2 separate regions of the Mus musculus genome follow, and region 1 is linked to region 2. Evidence: chromatin contacts called from public Hi-C data. All regions are on one chromosome and are shown on one strand. The core of a region is the stretch at or near the end of the contact, and the rest is flanking DNA. Distances in the headings are between cores, read along the strand shown.

Evidence for each region. Hi-C and Micro-C count contacts between places; a contact is called where the count stands out from the background.
Region 1: a Hi-C map of B cells shows a contact between it and region 2, with 5 read pairs. The contact joins the promoter of Samhd1 here to the promoter of Ahcy in region 2. A contact is called at or near these places in 1 of 484 Hi-C or Micro-C datasets (B cells) and 2 of 9 other capture datasets (adipose tissue and liver).

What each region holds. Positions count from the first base shown.
Region 1 is chr2:157,132,946-157,136,493 of GRCm38.p6, forward strand. It overlaps Samhd1 (SAM domain and HD domain, 1), which reads right to left and starts at 2,151. Exons shown (of 16, transcript NM_018851.4): 1 at 1,934-2,151. The coding sequence starts at 2,144.
Region 2 is chr2:155,072,623-155,075,929 of GRCm38.p6, forward strand. It overlaps Ahcy (S-adenosylhomocysteine hydrolase), which reads right to left and starts at 1,875. Exons shown (of 10, transcript NM_016661.3): 1 at 1,743-1,875. The coding sequence starts at 1,770. It overlaps Gm39966 (a long non-coding RNA gene), which reads right to left and starts at 1,552. Exons shown (of 2, transcript XR_866885.2): 1 at 1,328-1,552; 2 at 1-1,084. It overlaps Gm45609 (a long non-coding RNA gene), which reads left to right and starts at 1,890. Exons shown (of 3, transcript XR_001783519.2): 1 at 1,890-3,307.

The sequences.
Region 1 (3,548 bases), core at 901-3,400, 2.1 Mb after region 2:
TTCTAATTTTGGCTATGTTGTTCTCCAATGGTGTTTTGTTTTGAGATAAGATCTCATTATCTAGTCTAGGACAGCTGAAGACCTGAGACTGGAACCTGAAGTCTTGCCTGTCTTGCCTCAGCCTCCCAAGAAGGTTTTAGTCAGAACACCATTTCAGAAATAACTGGAATGAATTCGGGAATCCAAAGACTTAACCTTTAAAAAATCCAACTCTGCATTTTTTTTTTTTTTTTTTTTTTGTCTAATAATGTGACTTTGGAAAGTTACTTAACATCTTGGTTATCAAAACATCATCTGGGGCTAGAGAGATGGCTGATCAGCAAAGGGCACACACTGTTCTTGGGGAGGAGTGAGGTCAGCCCTCAACACTCACTTTAGTTAGGCCAGTCACAGCTCCTGAGCTCCAGCTCCAGAGGGTTGGCTGCCCTCTTACAGCTTCGACAGACACTGTGACAGACACTGTACTCATCATACACATACCCCCTACCAACACCCCCATAAAAACATAACTAAAAATAAAAACAGAGCCAGAAGAGATGGTTCCATGGTTAAGAGCACTCACTGCTCTTGCAGAAGGCTCAGCTTCAGTTCTCAGCACCCCTGTGGCAGCAACTCCATCATGGAGTCACTCCAGTCTGGCCTCAAGGACCCCAGCACTATATATATATATATATATATATATATATAACTATATATATATAACTATATATATAACTATATATATATAGTTAAAATGAAATCTTGCCAGGTGTGGTGGCCTACACTTTTAATCCCAGTACTCAGGAGTCAGAGGCAGGTGGATCTCTGAGTTCGAGGCTAGGCTGGTCTATAGAGACTACATAAGACAGGCCCTGTCTTACCCCACCCCCACCCCCAAAGTTACTCTTCTGTAGAGGGAGAGAAAAAGAGAAACGTGAGTTCCTATTTTTAAGCTTTCTTTCTTTTTTTTTTTTCCCCCAGAGCTGAGGACCGCACCCAGGGCCTTGCGCTTGCTAAGCACTCTACCACTGAGCTAAATCCGCAACCCCTTTTAAAGCTTTCTTAAAGTCAGTCCTTCAGTTAGGCACAAGGGGCTCCACCCCACAAGAAGTAAAGTTCACTGAATTTGAAAATCATAACCACGGAGGGGCCACTTTCCAAGCGAACACCTCCGGGGATCGATCATGCAAGGGGTTAAGCTTCACAGCCACCAACCAAGAAAAAAAAAAAAAAAAAAAAAAAAAAAAGTTGAGCAGATTCAAAGTGTTGACGGGAGCAAGACCAAGAACCAGAAGCATCCCTTAAAATTCTTAAAATTCTTGAGTGGCCAAGTTGTGGAATGTTGGGGTTTCAGTGAATAACTTGCTCTTATGTTGGAAGAGAAATTCCCTTAGTAGCACTCTGCAAATACAATGAGCACATACTGAACCCTACTAGGCTATTATGATAGTCAGTGAGAATCCAGAGATTAAGCACCTTCCCTCCCCTTTAAGGAAAACCCCAAATTCCGGGACCAGCTTCAGAGTTAAACTTAAAAGCGCTCAAAATCTCTCATGGGGCCAAGTGTTCCGGGAGCTGCGGTTAGCACAAAAGGGTCTCCCAAGCCAGGTGAGCCTGAAAGACCGCAAGCCACAGCCGGAGGTCTGGGGTAAAATCTTCTAAGAAGGGCGGGGATCGCTCCTGGCAGAAGTGACAAGTTCCCGAAAAGACCCTTCTACCAAACCTCCCTGGGCCTCTACTAGGTTCGCCGCCCAGAGTGAACCGATGGGCTTGCACTTCACCTGTGCCCACCTCGGGTAGCCCGTGTGTTCGCATCCCGACAGGGCGCCTCCTTCTCCAGCGGCGGGTTCCCGCCAGCCGCTTCCCCCAGAGACCTCCCCCTTAGGATGCCTCCCATGTGGACTCTCCCTGCTCGGCCCCACGGTGGCCATCCTTCGTCCCTCAGGCCCGCTACCTCTGAAGATGTCCAGCACTTTCTTCTCTCGGAAACCACGATTCTCTAAGAAGGAGCACACGTCCTCCGGTTCCCAGGTTCGGAGGTCGGTGTTTTGGAAGTCGTCGTCTGCAGACAGATTAGCTGTTGCAGGAGGAGTGCTCGGTGGCGTCCTTGGGCTGCCATCGCAGCGGGGTCGCTTAGCTGGCTGCTCCAAGGGTGCGCTCTGCATGGCTACCTCCGACACCCGGGGCTGCGAAGTTAAGTACCGCGGCACCGGCTCGCGCGCAGCCGCACTGACACCACACCCCAAAAGTGAGTCCATTCAGTTTTGCCAGCCTCCAGGCCTACTGCGCAGGCGCCCCGGACATCAGCCCTGGGAGCGTGGCCTCCCCGGGGCGCTCGCGCCCGGCCCATTGCGCAAGCGCAATGCCTACGCGATCGCCCTCAACTCCGCCCTTGTGTTTCTCCGAAAGGGTGGTGTTATTAGAAAAGCAAAACTGAGTTGTGGTTAAGAGTGGAGACTTTAGTGAGGACAAGGCCAAAGAGGGCATCTGGGGCTAAGGAAGGTTCACCACGCTCCAGATTAAAAAGGTCTTCTGGTGAACTGCAGGTATCTTCCTGAAACAAATACGTTTTGCCAGGTTTCAAACACCCCAAGCTGTAAACTTGTTAAAATAAAATTAAAAACAAAAAACAAAAAAACCCTATAAGGCAACAAAGCTGCCACTCCTATCCCAGAGCAGAAAACAAGGGACTGGCCCAACTGGAAAACCCTGAAGTGATTGCCAGCTGGTTGTCGGACTGTCCTGTTAGATTCCACATTCACAGTTAGTTGGCAGCAGACCGCCCTATTATTTCCAAATAGACAGTATTTTTACTAATTACTAGTCAGTGTCCAAATAGCAGGCTTTCTTTTTTTTTTTTTTTTTTTTTTTTTTTTTTGGCGTTAAGCCATTTTGGGACAGACCCCAAACTTCCCCATAAATCTTTATCCACCCATTACTAGTACAACGACCACTAATTTACGACACCTCTTCAGAAACCAAGACACATACACATCTAGGTATTTTAACGTCAGGCAGTACAAATGAGATGTTTAGTGGTGAGCCCGACAGCTGTAAGTGATGCTTAGGCATAAAATACAAGCTTGAGAGCCGGGTGTGGTGGCGCACGCCTTTAATCCCAGCATTTGGGAGGCAGAGGCAGGCTGATTTCTGAGTTTGAGGCTAGCCTGGTCTACAAAGTGAGTTCCAGGACAGCCAGGGCTACACAGTGAATCCCTGTCTCGAAAAAACAAAACCAAAAACAAAACAAGCTCGAGGCCCGATGTTCATTACCCAGCAACAAACAAACAACAGACAAACTAGAAATCGGATGAACCAAAATATTCTTAGCAAACAGTGCTGATGTGATCAGGGCCCTGTTCTAAAGGCTTTACAAACATTCATTTAACGAATTTCAGATGTAGGAAAGTGAAGTATAAAAGCTGGGAGAGAGGGCTGGAGAGATGGCTCAGTGGTTAAGAGCACTGACAGTCCTTCCAAAGGTCATGAGTTCAATTCCCAGCAACCATATGGTGGCTCACAATCATCTGTAATTGGATCCTATGCCCTCTTGTGTTGTGTCAAGGACA
Region 2 (3,307 bases), core at 625-3,124:
AAATTCATGAAGAGATGGTACAGGACAAGGAAAAAGAAAAAGAAATAATGAATGAAATAGAGGGGAAAAAGGAAGGAGGGGGCTGGAAAGATGGCTTGGTGGTTAAGAGCTCTCTGGCTGCTCTTCTAGAGGGCCTGAGTTCAAGCCCCTGCACCCACATGGTAACTGACTACTGCCCATAACGCCAGACGGAACTGTGGAACCCTTTCTAAACCCACTTCTTCAAAATAAGGAGAATCAACTTGAACCTGAGCCCAAGGATCATAGGAAATGCCAAACGAGTAAGGTCTAGCATACAGCATACCCTACTTGATGGGCAAATCATGCCTCCACCCTTACACAGGCAAGAACCCAGCCTTATCTTCATCCATACAATCTGTGGTCCCCCCCTCCCAATCTTCATCCATACAATCTGTGGTCCCCCCCCCTCCCAATCCCTCCCTACACAGTATGTCGAGCCTCCATTCTAGCTCTTCCGCCAAGACAACACTGACTTAAACCTCTCTGGGCTTCAGTCTTAGCATCTACCCAGTGGAGACAATAAACTGCCCTGCTGGCTGATTAACTATCTTAATAAGAATTTGCAAAGCCACTTCCCTAGGTTCCTGTGTAATGGGATAGCATTCATCTCCCTTTGAGGACCCTTTCCAATTTAATAGAGTATTGAAATTATTTTAAAAGCTAACCAGCCTGAATTGCTTTGTTTTTCTGTTTGTTTGGTTTGTAGTTTTGTTTTGATAGGGTCTCCCCATCTTGTCCAGGTTGGTCTGGAATTCACTGTATGCCCAGGCTGACCTCTGAAATGAGCTGATCGATTCCTTGGCCTCAGTAGTGATAGCAGGGCTGGGATTACAAGCTTGTGTCACTAGGCACAGTTTGAATTGGATTGTGTTGAAATTCCATTAGGGTTGTTTCAAGTGTATTGCCTTGTATACAGACAGCAGTGGAAGAGATGAGCTTAGAGGTCATGATGTCCTGAGTCCAAATTCTAACCAGCTGCTTTCCAGTTACAAGATTCTGGGAAAATGCCCTTTATACCTCTGGATATTCATTGTAAACATAAAACCGTTCCTTCCATGGAGAGCTACAATAATAAGACGGGTTAGTCTAGAATAATGCTATAAGGCAGTGCCCATCCCACTGTAAACGCTCAAGTTAAGGTGTGTTTACTCAGACAGCTTTCTATAATCGGGACAAAACGAACAGTAATTTCTAACCACTCCAAATTTTCTAGACATCCACTAGATATCCCAGAGATTGAGCAGATGGGACCCTAAGTTCCCGTTGCACCGAGACTAGCCGTTTCCAGGCCTCTCCTCATTAGCACCTAGAACACTGATGCTCTCTCCGGCCCTGCTCAAGGCCCAGAAGACGGTGGGCCCTTGCTAGGGGCCACCCAAGCCGCCAAACGCCAGGGCCAGGGTCTGGGCCTCTAGGGCCGCTTCCCAATGGCCAGTCTCTCCGACAGGAGCACGCTGCCCGACCAAAGATCACAGCCCGCGCTGCCGCTCTGGGCGCCTACCGCGGGGCACGCCGGGACTTGTAGTCCGCGGCCGTTTCCCACTCCTGGCTCTCGGCGGCGTGTGGACTCCAATCCCCGGGCACCTGCGCGGCCAGGCCAGCGATTCTAGGGGTCCCGGGGCGCCCCGAAGCCGCCACCTAAACAAGACGCAGGTCGGTACTGACAACAAACCCAGGACGGGAGCCGAGTCGCCACGGAGGACTGAACCCTTGGGACTCACCGACTTTGTAGGGCAGTTTATCAGACATGCTGGCGGCGCTTCCGCTAGGACTGATGAACTCAGTGAAGGGGGCCGGGCGGCGCGGGGCAGGGATCTACGCCTGGCGCCGGCGTCTTTAAATATCTTCTTATTTGAATATTCATGAACCTGCTGGGGGCTGAAACTTAGGGGCGGAGCCTAGCTCGAGGCGTTGAGCGGAGCGGGAGCAAGGCTGATCTCTGCCTCAAAAATCATAAATTTTGTGCACTGTGGCCTTTGGACCCCTGGCACTCGACTAGGAGGGAGCGTGGAGAGAGGCGGTTCTTCTCCCATCCGTCCAGCCAGTGAATCAGAGGTCAAAACAAGGCAGAATTCTTAGACTCTAGCCAATTTACTAACCTGAGCCTTAACTGCTTCAATTGTAAAACTCTTGCAAGATCAAAGTAAAGAGCTGGGCCTAGTGGTATGTGCCTGTGAATCCCCACTCTGGAGACAGTGTCTGAAATCTCCCGCTCTGGAGCCAGAGCCAGGAGATTTGTCACAAATTCGAGGCCAGTCTGCTCTATCGCTAATTAGTTCCAGGCCAACCGAGGCTACAGAGTGAGGCCCTATCTCAAAAACAAAGAAAGAAAAATCACCGGTTGCAATTGTGTCACTCTCTCCTCCCTCTGTTTGCCTTTCCTTGCTCGCCCCCACCCCCTCCTCAACACCTTCTCATTCGGTAGTCTTTCTTGGTGATTCACAGGCTGCTCACATGGAAATGACTGCGGAGCTATCCGCAGGAGCATAGATAACTCACCAATGACTATACACCTGAAGAGTATGACTTCTCTCTCAGCGGCTCTCAGCGGCTAGCTTTCAGGAAGGAAACCAGGCCCCATGTTGTGTGCATATACCATCTCTGGGGAGTTCAGTTGGCCCCTTTGTAAAAAGTTGGCCTCCGTTGGACTTATCTGTCTCCTCATGGAGTAACAAGGAGGGTCACAAGACCTTCTCCTGGGTGTCCAGCTGCACCCTACCTCCTGTTATATGCAATTCTGCCTAAACTGAACATGACCTCAGGGAAGGACTAGAGTATGTAGTCAGGGAAGTAGGTTCCAGCTACCCGTCTACTGGCGAGGCCCTCATCCCTGCTGGTTGAGGTGTGGTCTCCAGCTGTGGTCTTTGGGGAAAAGCATCATTCATACCCCTATCTGGTAAGTACCCCCTGACCTGTGTATGCGTTGTCAGGAAGCTCACTGACCTCACCGGTTCCCCCAGAAGGATCTTCCGCAGAATCATACCTCAGTTTATTTGGGAGGAGGTGTAGATTTTGCTTCTGTCTCCTAGGAGGGAATTTTAGCAATGTCCCGGGACACCTCCCCCATCCATGACTGAATGTTGCTGGGGATCCAGTGTTGTGCAGGTCCTGGGCAAATAGCTGCAGTTGTGAGTTCTGATTGCAACGGCCATGCCGTGTGGGTCCACAACCCTCCTCCCCTCCATCCAGTTCTTACGTTCTTTCTGCTCCTCCTCCTATGGTGTTCCCCTGAGCTTTGAAAGGGCGTGATATGATCTGAGACAGTCACACTCAGCACCTCGACCAG